Regions from separate parts of the Zea mays genome. Here regions 1 and 3 are each linked to region 2. Evidence: chromatin contacts called from public Hi-C data. All regions are on one chromosome and are shown on one strand. The core of a region is the stretch at or near the end of the contact, and the rest is flanking DNA. Distances in the headings are between cores, read along the strand shown. Region 1 holds the start of LOC103632739 (myb-related protein 306). Region 2 has its middle 70 kb from the start of LOC103632738. Region 3 has its middle 71 kb from the start of LOC103632739.

Region 1 (4,039 bases), core at 33-2,532, 260 kb before region 2:
CACTGCGGCCGCTGGCGCGTCGTGGCCGTCGTCGACGTCGAACCCGACGCCTCCGGCCCCTTGCCGCTGCCCGGGCGCAGCCACCCCTCCAGCAGCCGCGCGATGTTGTCGGCGCTAGACGCGTACGTCGCGCACCCCGGAGCCGTCGGCAGAGGCTCCACCTTGGCCAGCGGCGTCGCCGAAGGCTCCAGCGAGAGCGCGTCGCGCAGAGCCTGCCGCGCCGTGTGGATGTCAGTCTGCAGCCGCCGCTCCCACTGCCCCTTGGGAACGGCCGGGCGCTTCCCTCCCGCGCCCCCTTCGCCGCCCTGCATGTTCTTCAGCTTCTTCTTAAGATGCGTGTTCCAGTAGTTCTTGATATCGTTGTCCGTCCTCTTCGGCAAGTAGGATGCTATGGCCGCCCACCTGCACGACACATCAACAAGTGCACGGCATGCAGATCAACAAGCTCAGCACACGATCACCTCGTGCCGTGGATGATTTGGTTTGTCCGATCCATTTGTTACAGCGGAAAAAACAAAACGGGAACAAAAGCTTTAAGACGACGACAGGCGAGTGACCATCACCTGTTGCCAAGGAGAGCCTGGAGGTGGACGATGAGCTTCTCCTCCTGCTCGGTAAAGTTGCCGCGCTTGATTCCCGGCCGGAGGTAGTTTGTCCACCGCAATCGGCAGCTCTTGCTGCACCGCATCAGCCCTGCACACACGCGCACACGTGCCGACCAAACCAACAAACAAACAAAAAAATCAAGTAAGCTCGGAGCTTGGATCTTGAAAGGCAATTCCATCCGCCGCGCGCGTCATCAAGCCCTGCATCACCAGATGATTCATCACACACCGGTGTTGGTCGGCACGGCGCGCCAGTTCCCGGGGCCGTGCTCCTGGACATAGGAGACGAGCATGAGGTCCTCCTCGGGGGTCCACGGGCCTTTCTTCACCCCCATCTTGTCGCAGCACGGCGGCCTCCCCATGCCACTGCACCGCCTCCTTTTCCACTCCGGCAGCTAGCTAGCTACTCGACCTGTCTTGAGCGTGGCGGTTGGTGAGCTCGACCGCTTGCTCAGGCTCAGAGATCAAAGCACCGATCGATCGATTCCGTGGAGACGAGTAGAGAGATAAAAGGAGTGGGGGCAGGATGCTTATATATACACACACGCACAGCACGAGCGAAGCTACGGCGAGAGAAAGAAGAGAGCTATTGTACAGTAGTGGCTGGCACACACACACTGGAAGTCTGGAACACAGTTTGACCCCGGGAGAATGCTGAGCTAATAATCAACGGACAACGGCGACGTGACATATGTTACATCCACATGCCCTTATGGGCACAGCACAGATAGATGGGTAGATGTGCACAGCGCGGCAACTCAAAAGGGACGGGAGAAACAGGGCCGGGAGAGGCCAACCCGCAATGGCGTGTCTCACGTCTGAACCCGATCGACGGGTTTGGTAGCTAGTCTGGATTGTTTTTTTTTTCGCATAGCCTGGATTGTTTTATTTGCTTTTCCGTGGATATGTTTTTAAAATTTTATGGTGTAATTACAATTAAATGTGTTCAGCTGTTCTCTGCGTCTTTTTCCCTGCACATGAATGGCTGATTGCACAGGGTAATTAATTTGAATACCTTCCTAAGTAGCTAGTGAATCAAATAAGGAGGTAAACGTCCCGAGAAAGGGGACGAACTTCGCCGGACTATCTTTCCGGTACCTTCACTCTCAAAGGAGGACGGAAAGAAACACGCCATCGCAACAACTCTGTTCTACCCGACATCCTCTTCATCAGGTGGAGATTGGAGTCGTCTCCCATATCTGACGATGAGCCGACCGTGCAAGGGGAAGAACCTTCCCAGCGTGAAGCACGGCGACGAAGGAACAAATGCCGGAATATTCAGCGACATCACGAGGCTGGTGAGCGGGACCCAGCGCAGCCCGTATCCCGGGATGAAGTTTCAGAAGTGGGAGAAACTCCCGACGAGCGAATATACCGAGAAAGACGGAATTCTCGCCGGCGTGATCGCCGACAGGCTCAGGACCAAGAGCGGGAGCAAGCCGAGCAGGGCGTGAGGTTGCGCCGAGAGAGCCCTCTTTTCGCTCGGAACCTGAACCCCGACTTCGCCCGTGCAATAAACACGCCGAGTGAAGTCAGAGAAGTGCTGACCCAGATAGCTGATGGCCTCCCGCGAACTCCAGACGTAGAAGGCTACCGATTACTGCTTACTCGAGCAGCTAATCACCTTCTGCCCATTACTCACCTCCCGAGCTACCTCCGCCACGCCATCAACATTCGATGTGACGCGCGGAGCTCCATCAACGCTTCACGCGATCGACGACACAAAAATGAGATAAGGCACCGGGAGGAGTATGACCGGGACCACGGCATCCCGGCTCGAAGTCACGCCACCCGAGTTGAGTCGGCTATGGCCTCAACTAGTCGCCCGATCCGGGGACGGTCGAGACGACACACCACCGACTCCCCTCCCTAGGACCGACATCATGAATGACGACAAGAAGACACATGTGGAGTCTCCGCGCTTACTCCGCGTCTCCGGGCCATCCAGTGGCCCCCTAACTTTAAAGTCTCCAACGTTGACAAGTACGAGCCTAAGCAGGACCTGGGGGCTGGTTGGTCGTCTACACGACCGCCGCTCGGGCCGTCGGGGCAACAGAAGACGTAATGACAGCATATTTGCCCATCGTCCTGGGGCAAGATGCACTGCAGTGGCTACGGCATCTGCCACGTCACTGCATCGACGATTGGAGCGACTTCAGTCGGTGGTTTGCCGCCAACTTCCAGTCCCTCTCTGACAAGCCGGCACAACCATGGGACCTCAAATCCATCAGGCGCCAGGGCGATGAAACACTTCGGTCATACCTCAAGAGGTTTCAGACCATGTGAAACCGCATCCCCGAAGTCACCGAGGCAGCGGTGATTGAAGATTTCTACAGGGGGTCCAATGACTCGGCCTTTGTCCGAGCCATAATGCAGAAAGCGCCGACCACCTCCGAACAACTATTTCGTGAGGCAGACCTTTACATCACCGCTGACGAGCGGGCCCAGGACCTCATCGGAGGTACGAAACCTGCACCACGACGCGACACGAACCAGCAACCTGGCAAGCGCTGGGAGAAGAGGCCTCGTGAGGAGGTACATGTCGTCGGGCCACCCGTTGCTCGAGCCCGAGGTGCGCCCCACGGAGGCGAACGAACACTGGATGACAACCTCGACGCCCAGTGCCCGTACCTCAAGGATATGCGCCACACCCTACGGAACTGTAGGGATTTCAAGCACTCTGTCGGACACGGCCGACCGTTCCAGCCTCTACCACCTCCCTCACCGCGAGAGGGCCTGGCAAGCCCAAGCAGCCTCAGCAGTAAGAAGGGGGAGGAGGTGGGGCATTCCCTCGCGTCGACAAGGAGGTTGAAAGGGAAATAGGGTCAAACCTTTTCCTAAATGATTTTGGTGGTTGAAATGCCCAACATAAATAATTGGACTAACTAGTTTGCTCTAGATTATATGTTCTACAGGTGCCAAAGGTTCAGCACAAACCAATAAAAAGATATAAAGTTAGGGTTCAAAAGAAAGGAGCAAAAGAAACCGAAGTGAACCCTGGTCTGGCGCACCGGACTGTCCAGTGTGCCACCGGACAGTGTCTGGTGCACCAGGGTGGATCGACTTCAAACTCTTCACCTTCGGGTTTCTGAGGCCGCGCTCCGCTATAATTCATCGGACTGTCCGGTGTGCCAGCGGAGCAACGGCTCCCAAGCGCAACGGTCGACTCCAACGGTCGCCTGCAACGTGAACAGTGTGCAGACAGTTCGCGCAGAGTCAGAGCAGTGCCAGAAGGCGCACCGGACAGTGAACAGTGTCTGTCCGGTGTGGCACCGGACTGTCTGGTGCCCCAAGCTGTCAGAGCTCCAATGATCGAAACCGTCAGAACCCTAACGGTTGGGTGACGTGGTTGGCGCACCGGACAGTGTCCGGTGGCGCACCGGACTGTCCGGTGCGCCCATCGACAGCAGCCCTCCCCAACGACTGTTTTGGTG
Region 2 (4,475 bases), core at 1,563-4,062:
TGGCCGCATTACTCATGCGAGGAGAAGAAAAGTCCATCTCCGTACTGGGACACCGGAACACTTGACTTGCCACTGCCAGTTGCCACTTCGCTCTCCCGCCTTTAAATGCGCTTCCCTCTCGCCGCCCGTTCCAAGCTCGACGTACGGACGGGGCACGTGGCAGGCCGCGGCCTGGGATGCCGACGGGCGACGACGGCGATCGCCACGCCAACTCCAAGGCAGCTTCTGCGTCCTGGCCGGATCGACCGTCAGCAGCCGAATGAGCCCAACGAACGAGGGTTGCGTGCCCGGGGCCCGCCGCTTGTTTTTATCCTAGGGCTAGCTGTAGCCTGGCGGGGACGACAACATCTTCTCTCTCTTTTTTTTCTTTTGAATTGTTGTTGTTTGTATAGCGACTGAACATGATATATGGCTTGATACTGTGCACATGAAAATGAAAGAAATATAGCTTGATACTGTGCACTTGACTTAAATTGCAGTAGTAAATGAATGATATAGCTTGATACTGTGCACATGAGAAATGAAAGAAATATAACGACTGGACACCGGGACTGGTGAATGGTGATCTCCTTTTTTTGTGGGTTTTCCTGTGGTTTTACAATTAGCAAAAACATGGACGGGCACTGCACAACGAATGGCAATACGAGGTACGCCAGAGACTTCCCGGCTCATACTATTGCATTGTCTATGTGACTTCGCAACCTACAAGGTTCTGTGTGTCAAATGTAACCTGTCTGCTCACTGGATAGCTATGTCTCGTTCTCCAGTTTCGTCAGTCATAAACTGGACAGCAGATAGCTGTTGTTTTGTCCGAGTCTTCGGACGCTGAGCTGATGCATGCTGAGCGTAGTACGGAGCTTGTTCCAAGGTCTTGTTTGGATACTATAGTATTCACCTCAATCGTTCCGTCAATTCTATATTGATTGGAATGTATTGGAATAGATATGGATGTATTTTGACTTGCTATGGATTTAAACCGACTCAATATAGATGTCCAAACAGGCCACCCGGCACGGACCCGGCCCGAACCCGTTTCGGCCCGGTACGAATAGGGCCTGGCCAAGCACGGCCCGTTGATGCTTCGGGCCAGGTCGGGCTGGCCCACGTGCCTAAGGACATGCCCAAACCCGGCACGCACAGGGAAAAATCGTGCCGGGCCGGCCCGTTGGCCCGGTGGGCCTCAACGGACCGGACCGGGCACTGGCCCGAACCAACAGTAGAACGGTATATAAATACATATATTTAACAGAATTAATATATATAATAGCATATTATTTATATATATTAAGACAACAAAATATTTATGTATGCATTTTATATATGTTTGGCCGCGTATTTAGTATTTACATACTATGAAAGAATTAAATGTATTTACATATTTAATATTTACATAAATATGCGGGCCACCGTCGGGCCGACCCATTTATCGGGCCGGGCCGGGCCAAAGCACGCGGGCCGCCGTATCTGCCCATACCCGGCCCGCTAAACGGGTCGTGCCGGCCCGGGCCCGTAACCGACCGTGTCGGGCCATGTTTGGATCGGGCTAAATTCGTGTCGTGCCACGGGCCAAACGGGCGGCCCGCACTGTTTGGACATCTATACGACTCAATATCACCCAATCCAGATGGATTAACAGTGAAATGAACAAGGCCTAAGGTGGATTGGAGTGAAAATTAGGTTAATTTACACTCAATCCACTTCAATACATATGTATCGGGTGAATATTAGAGTACTAAACAAAGTCGTAGTGGGATAGCGCTGCCACTTACGCGTTCGTGCGCACGGATGTAGGGCACCACGTCTGCCATGTCTCTACTCCTATAAAAATTAGTTTTGTGTGTCATCCGCAAAGCGCAAACCTATTCTTATTCTAGCTTCTCGTCTTTCAGTGATCGTTACCTCACACATGTGAAATTAGATATGTTCTTTTCCATCTCTTCTCGTCTACTAGTGTGTCGTTACTACACAGATAAACCATGAAAAACCATCCAAATATAACATGACAGGAAATTACACAGCGCAGCGCTTACACTTAGTATCACCTCGCTAGCTGCAGTAGGACGAACGACCGAGCGACCTATTAAAAGAAGAGGTCGAGCTCTTTTTCAACTCATACCTTTTTAGTCTTTTGACTAAAATAAAGTGTAATATTTGTTATTCTTGATTTAATATCTGGTACGTGGGCTCAGTTGTACTGCTGGTAGAGTCTGTCACCCTCGGAGGCGACCCGTCAGGGAAGAAAGATTCCAGAGCTGTCTTGTGGTCAGCATGCCACCTAAGATGCCTCTAGACGGTAGAGTCGAAGAGTAGTGAAGATTAGGGATGAAAAAGATTAATTACTACTGTTAAAGGCAATGATAATAGATTGATTGGTTCGAATGTATTGTGTTTCAATCGGTTGTTCCCTTTATATATAGAAAGAGGTCTGGACCTATTTCTAGACCTATCCCAATCGATGCTTACGTGCTTAGTTGGATAAACACGTGCAAGACAAGGACTCTCACTTTATTTAATCTATTTGTGGATCGTTCGAGCTACATTTGCAGTCCGCCCGATACGTACCATTCGAACCACATGGCCGGACCCGTCCATTCGTTGCCACTATCAAATATAGTGCTCAACAAGTTCTTATAAATAAAAACTGAGCTTCCAGACGAAATCGAAATTCACGTGAACAAGTGACAGTGCACATTTCACATTGGAAAATTATCACATCGAAGTGCAAACGACGAAGGAGGCCTAATGTACCATATACGAGCCTGATCCATAAAATGTCAATTTCTTTCACGTTAATGGGCCTGTGCAGAAGCCCAAAAGTATCCAGGAGACAGAGAAGGTTTAGGGTCTCTCATATCTGGCGTTGCGACTTTGCGAGCCTGCAATGGGCTTCACCAGTCACATCGGCCATCTTCTCCTTTTCCCCGGAGCAAAAATACGTCATCTTTCAAAGAGGCTAGCTTCCGGCCCAGTACCGACACTTACAGATAGGGTTAGAAACGAGCTCCAAACTCGGTTTAGTTCGTCCATTCAACGAGCTGGAAAAAAAAAACTGACTCAGCTCGTGAGATGCACTTTAACCATTATTATTATATTTTATAATAAGTTAATAGCATATAAATATGAAACATTGAATCATCATTCTAAATAACCTAAATTACAAATCGTTGTATATTCATCACCAAAAGGCACTGCTCGACCCCGGGCCGACGCTAGTGACGAACCGCTCCGAGATCGAGCATGCTCTTAAATCCCTAATCCTCCCCAAATTTCAAAAAAAAAACTACTAATTTTTTTAGCTGATCACCAAGTAAATAATGTAAAATACTTTCTAACAGCCTCCTCAATCGATATAATTTGTTCCACCTAAACTTAGATTCGTCCGTGGGGTACACAGACACAACTACTCGAGGAGGCATAAAAGTAACAGCAAACCTCTTATTCGGTTGCAGTGTGCATCAGCGAATCTGTAACCGATGCCTACCCTGACATCATCTCAACTCAGCAGAGAACATTATTTTATTTTTTTCTGGAGGAACGACCTTAGCTGGCCTTGCTTCGTTCCCATCCCATGACGATGACGCGGTCCGCAGCAGAAGAGTCAATCAAGCGCCGGGACGGAAAAGCATGACAAGAGAACGTAACCAACCGCCGCCGACGACGACGAGGTGCTAGTGCGTAGCAAAGTCGGCGGCGCGTTCCCGCGCGCGCCGACGACGGCCGCACCGCGACAAGCAGCAGCCGAACCAAAATGTACGCAGAAGCCCAAATGCATGCATGTATCCATCTCGACGACGGCCGTCTCGGCGCCTCCCGTTCCCACGCGGCCACACCCACACCGCGCAAAATAGAGACAGCCGACGACGACGAGAACGCTGACCGTGACCGTACATCCTTCTCGGCCGACGACGCCCACGCTGCTTTCGGCCCCCGCTTTCCGTCGCGTGTGATCTTCTTATCGCCCGCAAGGCTGCTGCAATATTCGGCTCTGCCTCTGGCCCTCTGCGTGACGAGGTACGTCCACGCTCCTCCGGCGGCACAGAGTTTGCTTAGCATCGTTGCTCTCCAAAGCGAGGAAGGAACCCCTTTTTTTCACCTGTGCACATCGCGCGGCCCCATCCATGGCTGGAAAGCGACACAATGCAAGAAAGTAGCTGAACTAGAGTGCTAGATCGATTCGATCGTATCTTACACCCTCCCCCCCCCCCCCCCCCCTGCTACGTACGTGCCGTCCGCGCCCCTCTTTGGCGACGGCCGTGCGCGCATATGCATGGCCCTCAGCTCGAAAACCTCGCGCTCACCGTCCACTTCCGGCGGCGGTATCCGAGCCACCAACAAGCATGGGGGCGGGGGCCACTGAAATCCAGGCTCCCTCTTTCGTCTTGCTTGCCTGCTGCGTGCTGCCTACGCACTCACTGAGCTACTGCAGGCTACAGCTGCTCGTCGTTGGGCCGGGCGTTAGGTACGTGGGGGCAGCC
Region 3 (4,070 bases), core at 1,056-3,555, 330 kb before region 2:
GGCCTCGGGCTAGGGCAGTCTAAGCCATGGGGGTCGGATGCCCTTCGTGCGCTCCGTCGCTAGGGGACTATCCTTGTCTCTCGTCAGGGTGCTAGGATCTAAACCCAAATCTAAGCAGAGGGCCTCGAAGAAAAGTTCTTCGTCGCCTCTAACCATCCCTACAAATTCAAGTTTGTCGATCGTAGGGACGTGGCCGTGAGCCACGAGATCTGCGATTGCTCCAATGGTATTGCAAAAGCAGGGTAGAAATGCCACAGGGATGTCATCGAAGTCATCAAGGGAGGTCAATCCTTCCTCGCCGCACTGCGACATCAAAGCTCATGTAGGAAAAGAAGAAGGCACACAGATCGTCGTAAGATGGATCGGGCCCCATGTGGGTTGCGATCTGCTGCCTTATCTTCTCGGTTGCGGGGAGCGAGGTTGGGTCTCGCCCCGTGTCTTGCTTTTGTGGGGTGAGTCAGAGGCCGTCGAGGGCCTCCGTGATGGTGTCAAGGCTCTTGGTCAGAAAGGGTCGGGCTTTCGGGGCTCTGACCATCTCCCCTTCATTGTTGACGACGAAATTGAGGCTCTCGAAGCGAAAGGTCATTCTGGGGGGAGGGGGGCAGACGGCATCGTGGCTAGCCATCTACAGCACGTCGAGGAAGATTTCAAAAACGCGCAAAATCCCCTACCTGGCACGCCAACTGTCGATGTTTCGAACCAGCACCAACGAGTAAATTTGTGTATGCGCATTTTGGATCCGGATGGTGTGCTTACTGGGCGTAAGATTTATACCGATTTGGGCAGAACGTCCCTACTTCCAGTCTTTAGTGGCTCGTGCTACCGACTCCCTGTTGCTGATTGCTCGTAGTAGGGGTTACAAGCGGACGAGAGAGGGAAGGATCTCAAGTCTTTGTGCGATGTTGGTTCTGAAGATCTATGTATAAGGTGTTCGCTACCTGGCTAAGTCATCGAGTGTTGTTGCGCCCTCTGTCCCTTTTCCCTAGGTCGACGCTCCCCCTTTTATAGACTAAGGGGGCCTGGTTACAAGTGGCTTTCCATGGAAGGGATTGTTGTGTTGTGGTAAAACAGGACGTTTTACCCTCGGTAGAAGTCTGTTCGTTGGTACTCGTCCTTGCCGTTTGAGCTCTCTGGTTGTGCTGCTTTAAGTCCGTAGGGACAACGTGTGTGGGTGGCTGGGAGTCCGAGCATCATCATTACTCTCTTTGCTCCATGCCGATCACGGGTCTTCATAGCCTGACCCTTAGCATCCCTCGTCGTGTTATGTGCTTCGTAGGGAGACTCAGGCATAGGTTAGCCATGAGTGAGTCGTAGGCCTAGGGCATAGATTATAAGTGGAGCTCTGGCCAAGGGTGTGTAGGCTATAAGTGGAAGGAGGATCGACTCCTTTGTGTGCCGCGGCTTGGTGCCAGACGATGTTAATGCAATCGATCATTAGTGGCGGGGGAAGTCTGTCGGTCAGACGCAGAATCCACTCGAGTGGCTCCCTGACGTCTAACCCCTCTTCCTAGTTCCGCCTCGCTTGACGCCCCGAGGTCATCTGGGGACGGGTGCTTATGGAACGGACTTCCTCTTTTCCATCCTTCTGACTCATGGGTCTCTAGGGTCCCGGGGATCTAATTCCGACAGCAGGCAAGCCTTACAATATCCATATCCTCGTGACAGCTAGATTATCTAATAATTCAGATTCTCAATAAAGTTCAGGAAAATCTACCAAATAGGCCAGAGGCCGGCCCAGCAGCGAGGCTGCAAAAAAGAATAACACTGCTTATCATTATCATTATCATTATCATCATCAGCAGCAGCATAAAATCAAACCTATTCCCTGGTCAGGATTAGCGAGAGACTCAATGTTCATACATCATTTGTCTCTCTAGCGTTGGTGCAGTGAATGCAGTACCACGTGTCAGTGTAAAGTTAGTTGACTTGCTATTTATTTGTGCAGCAGGGCCAACATTAATAAATTCACGGTGAGCAAGCGGGCCAGCGTGATGAATGACCGATGATCCAGCTCCGGGTCGATTAGGATGGGCACAACTGCTACTGCTCTTGTTCCCGTAGATTTTTCGTGAGGACAGCGCGCGGAGCTGCTAGCGATCTGTATAGCTTCACTTTTACAGACTGGGAGAGAGATCAAAGCAAGGCACAGGACACATGTCACACCTCGCACGCATCTGCCGATGCCGTCGTCGTCTTCGATCTCGTGTTGTTTTTCAGCTTTATGACCTTTACAGCCGGTGGAGAGTAGTAAAGAGGAGCAAGACGACTGGAAGAGAGAGGTACAGTATGCAGCTGTGGCATGCATTCAGCTGACGATGATCAGCTGCTCCTCCTGAGTGCTGGCTAGCTGCACTATCAGATGTGCAGTGGTGTAGGACATGCATTTATGCCGCTTTCGTTTTCTCTTTTGCTCTGCAGCATTCAATTCCATCACTCTCAAGTATGGTCATATTACATTGGCCCTGTTTTATTCAGCCTTTTCAGATTCTGGACACCAAAAACTGCTATAGACTGTCAAACGCTTAGCTTTTCAGCCAGCTTCTATAAAAATCGATTTGGTAAAAATCATATAAAATCAACATAAACACATAATCGGGGCCGAGTTGTTATAATGATAATGGTAAGAATCCATCGCTTTATAGTTTTTAAACCTTATGAACATCTTAATCTTTCTCCGAACGTAATTCTCATGATATTTAGATTCTCCCCGTAACCAGATTCTCCCTACATCCAAATTTTTGAAAAAGCTGAACGAAAAAAAGCTGAACCAAACAACCAAACAACCCCTTTGGCCCATTGTTTTCTCTCTCACTCTCTGATCTCTTTCCCTCTGTCTTTCTCTTTCCTTTGCATTGACTATGTATCCCTGAAGCTTTCTTCACAACAAGCAAGTGCCAGCGTTCAATTCAACCATGCATGCATGTATGTTCCTTCTCCATGCATCTGCATGCACTGAAATTTTTGAGTGGTATATAACTAGTCCTCCAAAGTCTCTACATTAAACATATATGTGTGTATGTAAAGATACGACTTAAGATTCAATAGTATACGTATTTTATGATTCACATATGCCTCAACTGGAGCACCCATGCAACGGTCCAAACAGCCGAACCTTTCCATCAACCACCATGAGGTTTTCTTTATTACAGCTTCAGATAGGTGTGGCTCATGCATGCATGCATGAAGCAGCAGCGCAGTGCCGAGAAAGCAGGGAAGGAAGATGTCAATGGCGCCCTACTACAAAATCTGCAAACGCGAGAGCTAGCCCGACGACATTTACTCCCGTCCGTCCCTATACGTTTCCAAGGCCGCATCGCATGGCATTGCACTCCGTCCGGGTCCCTTGTTGACCCTTTATTTCTCTCTTTTTTTTTCTATGGCTGCCGGCGGCCGGCCGCTGCGGCCTGGTGCTGGTGCATATCCATGAGGGGGCTGGTTAGCCCTCGTACATGCGATGCAGACTACAGAGCATCGTCATGGCAGTCGTCCCGCTGTCTCGCAAGAGTGCTGCCGCCACGCCTGCAGGCTGCAGAATAAAACGATGCTTGGATACTTGGAATCGTCCTGTTCAGACCAAGTTTGTTTTTTTAGATAAAGTTCAGACCAAGTTTGTGAGCCACTACCGGAAACGGGCGCTTTGCCGAGTACCCAAAGCACTCGACAAAGCCCAAAAACATTCGGCAAAGGCTTTGTCGAGTGTCGCACTCGGCAAAGAAGGCTCGGCAAAACAGTACATCGGCAAAGCCTTCTTTGCCAAGTATTTTTTCTCGGGCACTCGGCAAAGAGGTCGGCAAAGAAAAGTGGTCGTTACGGCGACGAGGTAACGGAGACGGCTTCTTTGCCGAGTGTCAAGGATGACACTCGGCAAAGGAGTTAACTTTGCCGAGTGTCTGCCCTGTAGCACTCGGCAAAGATTCAACCTTTGCCGAGTGCCCCCTGAGACACTCGGCAAAGAGCCCACCAGGAAGGGTCCCCATGTCAGGTTCTTTGTCGAGTGCTCTACGCGGCACTTGGCAAACCTCTTTGTTTGTATCACGAACATAAGTATCATAAGTTTGTATCACAAGTTT

Evidence for each region. Hi-C and Micro-C count contacts between places; a contact is called where the count stands out from the background.
Region 1: a contact with region 2 is called in a Hi-C map of leaf, with 4 times the contacts expected there. The contact joins the promoter of LOC103632739 here to the enhancer-like site in region 2. A contact is called at or near these places in 5 of 25 Hi-C or Micro-C datasets (ear, endosperm, leaf and 1 more).
Region 3: a contact with region 2 is called in a Hi-C map of tassel, with 2.5 times the contacts expected there. The contact joins two enhancer-like sites. A contact is called at or near these places in 2 of 25 Hi-C or Micro-C datasets (ear and tassel).

What each region holds. Positions count from the first base shown.
Region 1 is chr7:117,108,382-117,112,420 of Zm-B73-REFERENCE-NAM-5.0, reverse strand. It overlaps LOC103632739 (myb-related protein 306), which reads right to left and starts at 1,282. Exons shown (of 3, transcript XM_008654481.4): 1 at 835-1,282; 2 at 564-693; 3 at 1-402. The coding sequence starts at 967.
Region 2 is chr7:116,852,033-116,856,507 of Zm-B73-REFERENCE-NAM-5.0, reverse strand. No RefSeq gene overlaps it. Among protein-coding and RNA genes, the nearest start is that of LOC103632738, 70 kb to the right of the region's middle. Within about 2 kb of position 2,812, at least 18 of the 20 cell types and tissues checked have an H3K27ac peak or open chromatin away from gene starts, as enhancers often do. A contact at or near this core is called in ear, leaf and tassel, where this site is marked.
Region 3 is chr7:117,180,511-117,184,580 of Zm-B73-REFERENCE-NAM-5.0, reverse strand. No RefSeq gene overlaps it. Among protein-coding and RNA genes, the nearest start is that of LOC103632739, 71 kb to the right of the region's middle. Within about 2 kb of position 2,305, at least 10 of the 20 cell types and tissues checked have an H3K27ac peak or open chromatin away from gene starts, as enhancers often do. A contact at or near this core is called in ear and tassel, where this site is marked.